Regions from separate parts of the Ovis aries genome. Here region 1 is linked to region 2. The links are chromatin contacts, called in public Hi-C maps. All regions are on one chromosome and are shown on one strand. The core of a region is the stretch at or near the end of the contact, and the rest is flanking DNA. Distances in the headings are between cores, read along the strand shown.

Region 1 (4,831 bases), core at 695-3,194, 150 kb before region 2:
TCTCAAGAGTCTCCTCCAACACCACAGTTCAAAAGCATCAATTCTTCGGCACTCTGCCTTCTTCACAGTCCAACTCTCACATCCATACATGACCACTGGAAAAACCATAGCCTTGACTAGATGGACCTTAGTCAGCAAAGTAATGTCTCTGCTTTTGAATATGCTATCTAGGTTTCTCATAACTTTTCTTCCAAGGAATAAGCATCTTTTAATTTCATGGCTGCAGTCACCATCTGCAGTGATTTTGGAGCTCCAAAAAATAAAGGCTGACACTGTTTCCACTGTTTCCCCATCTATTTCCCATGAAGTGATGGGACTGGATGGCATGATCTTCATTTTCTGAATGTTGAGCTTTAAGCCAACATTTTCCCTCTCCTCTTTCACTTTCATCAAGAGGCTTTTTAGCTCCTCTTCACTTTCTGCCATAAGGGTGGTGTCATCTGCATATCTGGGGTGATTGATATTTCTCCCAGCAATCTTGATTCCAGCTTGTGTTTCTTTCAGTCCAGCATTTCTCATGATGTACTCTGCATAGAAGTTAAATAAGCAGGGTGACAATATACAGCCTTGACGTACTCCTTTTCCTATTTGGAACCAGTCTGTTGTTCCATGTTCAGTTCTAACTCTTGCTTCCTGACCTGCATACAGATTTCTCAAGAGGCAGGTTAGGTGGTCTGGTATTCCCATCTTTTCAGAATTTTCCACAGTTTATTGTGATCCACACAGTCAAAGGCTTTGGCATAGTCAATAAAGCAGAAATAGATGTTTTTCTGAAACTCTCTTGCTTTTTCCATGATCCAACGGATGTTGGCAATTTGATCTCTGGTTCCTCTGCCTTTTTTAAATCCAGCTTGAACATCTGGAAGTTCTTGGTTCACTTACTGTTGAAGCCTCGCTTGGAGAATTTTGAGCATTACTTTACTAGCATGTGAGATGAGTGTAATTGTGCAGTAGTTCGAGAATTCTTTGGCATTGCCTTTCTTGGGGATTGGAATCAAAACTGACCTTTTCCAGTCCTGTGGCCACTGCTGAGTTTTCCAAACTTGCTGGCACATTGAGTGCAGCACTTTCACAGCATTATCTTTCGGGATTTGAAACAGCTCAACTGGAATTCCATCACCTCCACTAGCTATATGGGTATATCTTTCCTTTTCTCCTTTGCTTTTTGCTTCTCTTCTTTCCACAGATATTTGTAAGGCCTCCTCAGACAAAGCAAGACTAAAGACAGAGACATAGAGAACAGCTGTGTGGATACTAAGAGGGAAGGGTTGTGGCCGGAATTGGGAGATTGGGATTGACATATATACACTATTCATGTTATTTATAAAATAGATAACTAATGAGACCCTACCGTATAGGGAACTCTACTAAATGCTCTGTGGTGACCTAAGTGGGAAGGAAATCCAAAAAAGAGGATACATGATTCACTTTGCTGTACAGTAGAAACATTATAAAGCAACTATATGCCAATAAAAATTTTTAGAAATTACAAAGCTGTTCTTGAGAAGTCTGAATTTACTGTCTTTATTCTTCAAAGAGAATAGAAAGCAATAGGATTAAGAGAAAGAAGAAAACAGGGTTTAATTGGTGATTTCCCCATCTCAGGATCTCCTCTCAGTAGTTTCCTGGTTTTAGGTTGTTCCAACCTAGGAGCTGGAAACAGACAGCAGAGGTCAGTAAGTGACTATGGACTCTAGAAGTCAGTCATAAGTGTCTGCAAAGCTATAAAAAGGGCCACGAGATTTTACCAAACCCAACACCGCGGCAAACTAGCCTGACCGTCCCATCATTGTCTAACTTAGTCTAACTTCCCATTGGTCCTTTCCACCTATCAGGACCCACTTCAGCGGCTTCCCTGGCGCATGCGCATCACCTGCTTCCGGCCACGGTGCGCCGGTCTTTCCGGCCCGGTGGAATTCCTGTCCGATTTTCCTGGGTTTCGAGTCTTTCGTGAGAAATGGCTCCGGACTCGGGTTCCTTTCCGGAAGGACCTCCCTTAAAGCTGCTACCCGTAGAAACTAGGGATCGGGGCACCCAGCGCTGTCGTCTAGGCCCTACGGCCCTCCGCGCCTTAGGCGCCCACCTGGGCTCGGCTGTGAAGATCTCGCTGCCTGACGGTGGCTCCTGCCTCTGCACCGCCTGGCCGCGGCGGGATGGAGCGGACGGCTTTGTGCAGCTGGACCCGCAGTGTACGAGCCCGGGGACGGCAGTGGGCGCGCTGGGGTCTGGGGGCGTTATTAACCTGAACAGCCTCCGCTTAGTGCCCTGCCCGCCCCTTCGGCGCCTCGCGGTGTGGCCGGAGTTGAGGGAGCAAGCGGGTGCGTCTGGTGCCCCGAGTCCAGCCGCTGTGCTGGAGGCTGTGCAGGAGCTGCTGAGGAACCGTCCAGTCTCTCAGGGCCACGTGGTGGCCGCTCCTCCAGGCGCTCCGGGTCCAGTGGCCGCCCTGCACATCGTTAGCGGGGCGCCCAGCCCGAATCCGGCTGGGCTGGTCACCCCTCGCACCCACATCAGTCTGAGCGAGGTGCCTCCGTCGGAAGAGGAGCCGCAGCCCGAGGTGCCCCTGGGGGGCCTTTCGGAGGCGGCCGACTCGCTGCGGGAGCTCCTCCGCCTGCCGCTCCGCTACCCCCGCGCCTTGGCCTCGCTGGGGCTAGAAGTGCCACGCGGGGTGCTCTTGGCCGGCCCCCCGGGAGTGGGCAAGACCCAGCTAGTGCGGGCAGTGGCCCGGGAGACGGGCGCGGAGCTCCTGGCGGTGAGCGCCCCCGCGCTGCAGGGCGCCCGGCCCGGGGAGACGGAGGAAAATGTGCGGCGGATCTTCCAGCGCGCCCGGGAGCTGGCCAGCCGCCGTCCCACCCTCCTCTTTCTGGACGAGGTGGACGCCCTGTGTCCCCGGCGGGGCGGCCCACACCAAGCCCCCGAGAGCCGCGTGGTGGCCCAGGTGTTGACGCTGCTGGACGGCATCGGTGAGGACCGCGAGGTGGTGGTTGTGGGATCCACCAACCGGCCGGATGCTCTAGACCCAGCGCTGCGCAGACCTGGGAGGTTCGACCGAGAGGTAAATAAAGGCTCAGCCAGTTAGGGCATTGCCCCTGAATCCGGCCTCATCTGGCCCTGGTTGGCTGCCCCGAGGAGTTTCCCACTTAGCTTTGGAAGCCAGGGAGACTGGAGTGGGGCTTTTATTTAGAGAACCTGTTCTCTGGTTAACAAATGATCTGCAAGCCAGGACCCTTTCCCTCCCAGAGTCAAATTGCTCTGAGAAGCCAGGGGGCCGATTGGAATTGTTGCAGGCCCTGAGGATGAATACTGTTATCAGTAGTGTTAGTTTTTAAGGACTACTACAAGCTGTGGTGTTGGAGAAGACTCTTGAGAGTCCCTTGGATTGCAAGGAGATCCAACCACTCCATTCTGAAGATCAGCCCTGGGTTTTCTTTGGAACGAATGATGCTAAAGCTGAAACTCCAGTACTTTGGCCACCTCATGAGAAGAGTTGACTCATTGGAAAAGACTCTGATGCTGGGAGGGATTGGGGACAGGAGGAGAAGGGGACGACAGAGGATGAGATGGCTGGATGGCATAACCGACTCAATGGCCGTGAGTCTGAGTGAACTCCGGGAGATGGTGATGGACAGGGAGGCCTGGCGTGCTGCGGTTTATGGGGTCGCAAAGAGCTGGACACGACTGAGCGACTGAACTGAACTGAACAAGCTATTAAACTCTTAGGATTTGGAATGAGAATCTAAAGTAGAAGGATAGCCTCAAGAAACAAATGTGTTGAAATGAGAAAGAAGGCAGGGAAGAAATAAATCAAAGCAGACGTTAACTCTTCTATCTAGATTTATGCATTCCTTGTCTGAATGCCAGCATCCTGTACCACAGTTGCTCTCTTAGTTGTCAGGAAGATTGAATATTCAAAATATTCAAATATTCAAGTATTATTTTATAAACTTCAGCCCTAAATTGATTCTTGATTTCTGTTAGATAGTTTGAATAGTGGTTGTGATGTTTGAACTTTGTGGTAGGGTTGTAAAGAGACAGCTGATAATTGCAGACTTTAGCATAATCTGTTTAGAACTTAAGTGGATTTCTTCTTCACACCATCTAATACCTGTCTGCTGAATAAGCTCCATAAGGGTAGGGACATAGACTTTCTGATTTACTGGCTCCTAGAAAGTGATAGGTTCTGAAAAATAACAAAATAAAAACTTCCTGACGTTGTTGCTGTTGTTCAGTCACTAAGTCATGTCTGATTCTTTGCAACTGCATGGACTGCAGCACACCAGGCTTCCCTGTCCTTCACTATCTTCTGGAGTTTGCTCAACTCATGTCAGTGATGCTAAGTAATCATCTCATCCTCTCTTACTCCCTTCTCCTTTTGCCTCCAGTCTTTCCCAGCAGCAGGTTCTTTTCTAATCAGTCTGCTCTTTTTATCAGGTGGCCAAATTATTGGAGCTTCAGTGTCAGCATCAGTCCTTCCAGTGAATATTCAGGGTTGATTTCATTTAGAATTGACTGGTTTGATCTCCTTGCAGTCCAGGGGACTGACTCTCAAGGGTCTTCTTCAGCACCACAGTTCGAAAGCATCAATTCTTAGGCACCCAGCCTTCTTTATATGGCCCAACTCTCACATCTACATGACTACTGGAAAAACCATAGCTTTGATATATGGGACCTTTGTCAGCAAAGTGATATCTCTGCTTTCTCATTCGTTGTTTAGATTTTTGTCATAGCTTTCTTTCCAAAGAGCAAGCATCCTTTAATTTTGTGGCTGCAGTCACTGTCCACAGTGATTTTGGAGCCCAAGGAAATAAAATCTGTCACCATTTCCACTTTTCCC
Region 2 (5,198 bases), core at 2,171-4,670:
ACAATCAACTAAGGTTACCAAGATTTATTAAGTGCCATCTCATGTAATTCAGAATTTGGAGATTACAGATCTTGGAATCTGTATCAATTCTGGAGAATCAATACTTCATTCAGTAAATATTCATTTAGAACTTATTTGGTGCTCTGTGAATGAGTTTCTGTTTGGAGTTTGCAATCTGATACAGGAAGTCAACAGAAGCAACTAACACAAGAATGGATTAAGTGCTAAATAGCAGGAGGATGCTTTGTAGTTGGGAAAACGTTACTACTGTAATTCCTGAAAGCAGAGTTGAAAGGGGAGGAGGAATTGTGAATGATTTTACAGTAGTTATTATTTTGGCCAAGCCTTGAAAGATGAGTAAGACTTTGAAAATAATAAAATATTCTATGCATGAAAGGGCATAGTTTTGGGGAGTATGCTCAGATGAAACAAAGGATGTTTGAAAGACAGTGCATTAATTTATTATTCCTATTCCTATTATTTTACAAATGTTATTATTAACAAATAACCACAAACTTAAGGCAATACAAATTTATGTATTATCTTAGAGTTCTGTAGGTGAGCACTCCAATACAGATCCCATTGGGGTAAAACTGAGACATAGCTGAGTTCGATTCTAGAGGCTCTAGTGGTGAATCCACTTCCTTGTATTTTCCAGCTTCTAGAGGTCACCACAATTCTGGCCAGTAGCGCTCATCCTTTACTTTCGAAGCCAACATTGCATTGCATCTCTCTAGTCATTCTTCATGGTCACATCTCTTTCCTGACTCTACTCTTCTGCCCCCCTTTTCCAGGATTGAAGGCCCCTGTGATTACCTTAGGTCCACTCAATAATCCCGGGTAATCCATTTTACAGTCGTTGGGACTAGCAACCTTAATTACGCTTTTGTAGTGAAACAACATATTCACAAGTTCTGGGGATGAAGTCTGTGGACATCTTTGGTGAGGGCATTGTTCTGCTTACCACAGGTAGTAAGGAGCACCTAATCTTGAGAGGAGAGAAGGCTAAAAGAGGAAGGGGTGTGAATGCACCGATAAGGTAATTGGGGAGCAAGTTTCTGAGGCTTGATATAAATTCTCATTTTTTTGGAAAACAGATTTGCCTGTTGAATATAAAATTGTTTGGACAGGCAATTTTGGCATGCAACAAAGCAGAAGATATTAAGAAGAGGTGGCAAGAATACACAGAAGAACTGTACAAAAAGATCTTCACAACCAAGATAATCACAATGGCATGATCACTCACCTAGAGCCAGACATCCTGGAATGTGAAGTCAAGTGGGCCTTAGAAAGCATCACTACGGACAAAGCTAGTGGAGGTGATGGCATTCCAGTTGAGGTATTTCAGATCCTGAAAGATGATGCTGTAAAAGTGCTGCATTCAATATGCCAGCAAATTTGAAAAACTCAGCAGTGGCCATGGGACTGGAAAAGGTCAGTTTTCATTCCAATCCCAAAGAAAGGCAATGCCAAAGAATGCTCAAACTGCTGCACAATTGCACTCATCTCACATGCTAGTAAAGTAATGCTCAAAATTCTCCAAGACAGGCTTCAGGAATAAGTGAACTGTGAACTTCCAGATGTTCAAGCTGGTTTTAGAAAAGGCAGAGGAACCAGAGATCAAATTGTGAACATCTGCTGGATCATGGAAAAAGCATGAGAGTTCCAGAAAAACATCTACTTCTGCTTTATCGACTATGCCGAAGCCTTTGACTGTGTGGATCACAATAGACTGTGGACAATTCTGAAAGAGATGGGAATACAGACCACCTGACCTGCCTCTTGAGAAATCTGTATGCAGGTCAGGAAGCAACAGTTAGAACTGGACATGGAACAACAGACTGGTTCCAAATAGAAAAAGGAGTACATCAAGGCTGTATATTGTCATCCTGCTTATTTAACTTCTATGCAGAGTATATCATGAGAAATGCTGGGCTGGAAGAAGCACAAGCTGGAATCAAGATTGCTGGGAAAAATATCAATAACCTCAGATATGCAGATGATACCATGCTTATGGCAGAAAGTGAAGACGAACTAAAAAGCCTCGTGATGAAAGTGAAAGAGGAGAGTGAAAAAGTTGGCTTAAAGTTCAACATGCAGAAAATGAAGATCATGGCATCTGGTCCCATCACTTCATGGGAAATAGGTGGGGAAACAGTGTCAGACTTTATTTTTTTGGGCTCCAAAATCACTGCAGATGGTGACTGCAGCCATGAAATTAAAAGACGCTTACTCCTTGGAAGAAAAGTTATGACCAACCTAGATAGCATATTGAAAAACAGAGACATCACTTTGCCAACAAAGGTCTGTCTAGTCAAGGCTATGGTTTTTCCAGTGGTCATGTATGGATGTGAGAGTTGGACTGTGAAGAAAGCTGAGTGCCAAAGAATTGATGCTTTTGAACTGTGGTGTTGGAGAAGACTCTTGAGAGTCCCTTGGACTGCAAGGAGATCCAGCCAGTCCATTCTGAAGGAGATCAGCCCTGGGATTTCTTTGGAAGGAATGATGCTAAAGCAGAAACTCCAGTACTTTGGCCACCTCACGCCAAGAGTTGACTTATTGGAAAAGACTCTGATGCTGGGAGGGATTCGGGGCAGGAGAAGGGGAGGACTGAGGATGAGATGGCTGGATGGCATCACCCACTCGATGGACGTGAGTTTGAGTGAACTCCGGGAGATGATGAACAGGGAGGCCTGGTGCGCTGCGATTCATGGGGTCACAAAGAGTTGCACACGACTGAGCGACTGAACTGAGCTGAACTGATTACAGTTTAAGTGAGCAGGTCTAAAGTAAGGAGGTATCATTTTATTGGTCTGAGGCAGCTTCTGCCCATTTCTAATTGTTTTTCATAAAAATTCATGACATCATCCCATAGGATCTCAGTAAGTGCAGTTTATGGTAATTTGGCTGAATTTGCTCAGTAGATATTAATAGATGCTGCAAGCCAGGCCTTACATCGTTCACCTACAATCAACAAGAGGAGAGATGAATCTTGACAAACTCCTAGTTAGCAAGGCTGAGGAGAGCTAAACGTGAATTTATAATGGGTTCAAACTGCAGTCCTTAAGGTATTTCCTTAATAAGGATACAAAACTGAAAAGCTGCACCTGGCCTACTGATCAAAGTCCAACTGCTGGCCCAGGCTCAACACAGCGCGAGCTCAACCTAGCCGCTTTCAGACACTGCCTCTTTCATCCCGCCCGCCGACCACCAGAGTCGGGGACTCGCGCCCCACGACTCCCATAGACTCCCAGTCCCCACCCCACTAGCACTTCAGCTTGAACTCCTAAAAGCGCCGGGAGGGGGAGAGAAAAAAGGGTGTGGGAAAGGCCCGCAGTCACGTGCCCCGAGCCGGCCATCTTCCGCTTTCGTCACTTCCTGGTGCGACCGTCGCTTCTGTCCGGGTGGGCTCTGGGCGCATTCGGTGCATCCTCACTGCGTCTGACAGTCTGTGCAACTGCCCCTTCCCTGTTCCCAGCGGGAGGGACATGAGTGTCCCTGGGCCGCCTTCCCCGGACGGGGTCCTGGCAGGGCCACCCGAAGTCCTGGAGGCCGGGGACCTGACGCCAGGTAAGTGCTATTGGGCCGGGCGGGCAGTCTGACCCAAGTGGGTGGTTCTCCGGGCTGCCCAGCTGGAGTAAGTTGCTTTCAGCAGCTGCTGACCCGAGACTGGCCGCGGGGCGGAATAAGGGAACCTTGCCCTGCCGGCCTTCCTACCCAGAGGAGGGGCGGGAAACGAGATCTGGGGGTGGAGGGGGGGTGGGAAAAAACGGCGTTTGGGGTGCTGTTCGTGGGGGTTGAAAGAGAAGCCATTCTGAATCTGCTTATTGACTGCAGCACACTATTGGCTATTTGTTACAAGTTAGTGGTTGAAGATGGATTTGCCAGGATGATTGGTTTGTTATTCAGAGAGCTGAGGTATCCGGTATTACTGACCACTCACTCATGAAATGCTTGTCTTGCTTGTTGACCTTATTGCATCCCTGTTCCATTCAGCAGTCTTTCTCAACCCGAATTCAAGGAAAGGTTTAAACCTGAATGGCCTAAGGCATCTACTGAATGTAATGAATCGACTTGTTCTGCATCCATAGTGGTACTGCCTATGCGTATGTACTATCCTTGGGAGAATTGAGAAACAGTTTGTGTGTTCTGTGGTTCAGATGAGGAACCCTAGATAAGAAAGGCTGCAGGACTTTGGACGTGCCTTTACTTGTACTTCCTGTTCCAGAAACATAGAACTTACCGCGAAGCTGATAGCTCTCAGGTCTTCCTTGGTCATGCTTTTCCTCAGTGATCTCCCTCTTCACACCTTCATAAGTTGCTTCTATAAATATGACTTCCTTGTATGTAAATGCAGGTTGGGTCTCTCTGCTGCTTGCTCTTCCATCTGCTTTCTGGGTACTTTAACATGGTCATTTTGCACTAATCTTACCCTACAGCATGTACTTAAGTAAATATAGATTTCTGATCCTATTAATGGTGCCAAGTCATGATCTCTTGAAACTTTGACATTATTCTTAACTCTTTCCTCCCACCCCTGTTTATTCCAAGGGATTCTGCCCTACAATTTCCTTCTCCCTTTTGTATTTTCACCCTTTAACAATAACAGTTGTAAGGCTAGTCCAGCTCCAGTCTCTTATTATTCTTCCATCCCATCTATCACACTGTCACATCACTGCCCCAAGATCTGGGTCCCATCATGTCACTTACTTGCTTGGAAACCATAAATGGCTCCTTACTAAATTAAGGGCCAAACACATTAGCTTGGCACTCAAGGGTCGTCATTGCTGGCTGCATAGTCTTAGAGCTACTATTCAGCTCACTAGTGAATCTCTCATGCTCCAGACACGCTGAACTAACCTCTCTTTCCAGAGCAGTCCTATGCTTCTTCCTTTCCTCTTGTTGTACCCCTTTTTCTCCAGTCTTAGAATTCTTCCCCATTTGGAGATAGCCCTCTGTAGGTTGTTGGTGGAAGTGTAAATTGGTGCCATCTCATAGGAAGGTAGTTTTCCAGTGTCTGTTAACAAATGCATAAACCCCTTGTCCCATTAACCTAGTTCTAAGAATTTATTCTACAGAAACAATGATATGAATATGCAAAGACAAGCACAGCTCACTGCAACATTGTTTGAAATAGCGAAAAGTGAAATAGATGGCTTATTTTCTGTAGGTGTCTTAGTCTACTTGGGCTGCTGTAA

Evidence for each region. A called contact is a pair of places that touch in the nucleus more often than the background predicts.
Region 1: a Hi-C map of tail adipose tissue shows a contact between it and region 2, with 3 times the contacts expected there. The contact joins the promoter of AFG2B here to the promoter of BLOC1S6 in region 2. A contact is called at or near these places in 3 of 16 Hi-C or Micro-C datasets (liver, muscle and tail adipose tissue).

Annotation. Positions count from the first base shown.
Region 1 is chr7:63,183,922-63,188,752 of ARS-UI_Ramb_v3.0, reverse strand. AFG2B (AFG2 AAA ATPase homolog B) reads left to right here and starts at 1,944. Exons shown (of 8, transcript XM_015097069.3): 1 at 1,944-3,052. The coding sequence starts at 1,958. LOC121819983 (a long non-coding RNA gene) reads right to left here and starts at 1,985. Exons shown (of 2, transcript XR_006060394.2): 1 at 1,874-1,985; 2 at 1,509-1,653.
Region 2 is chr7:63,040,013-63,045,210 of ARS-UI_Ramb_v3.0, reverse strand. BLOC1S6 (biogenesis of lysosomal organelles complex 1 subunit 6) reads left to right here and starts at 3,420. Exons shown (of 5, transcript XM_042252523.2): 1 at 3,420-3,570. The coding sequence starts at 3,489. The region is part of intron 1 of LOC121819982 (a long non-coding RNA gene); the gene reads right to left.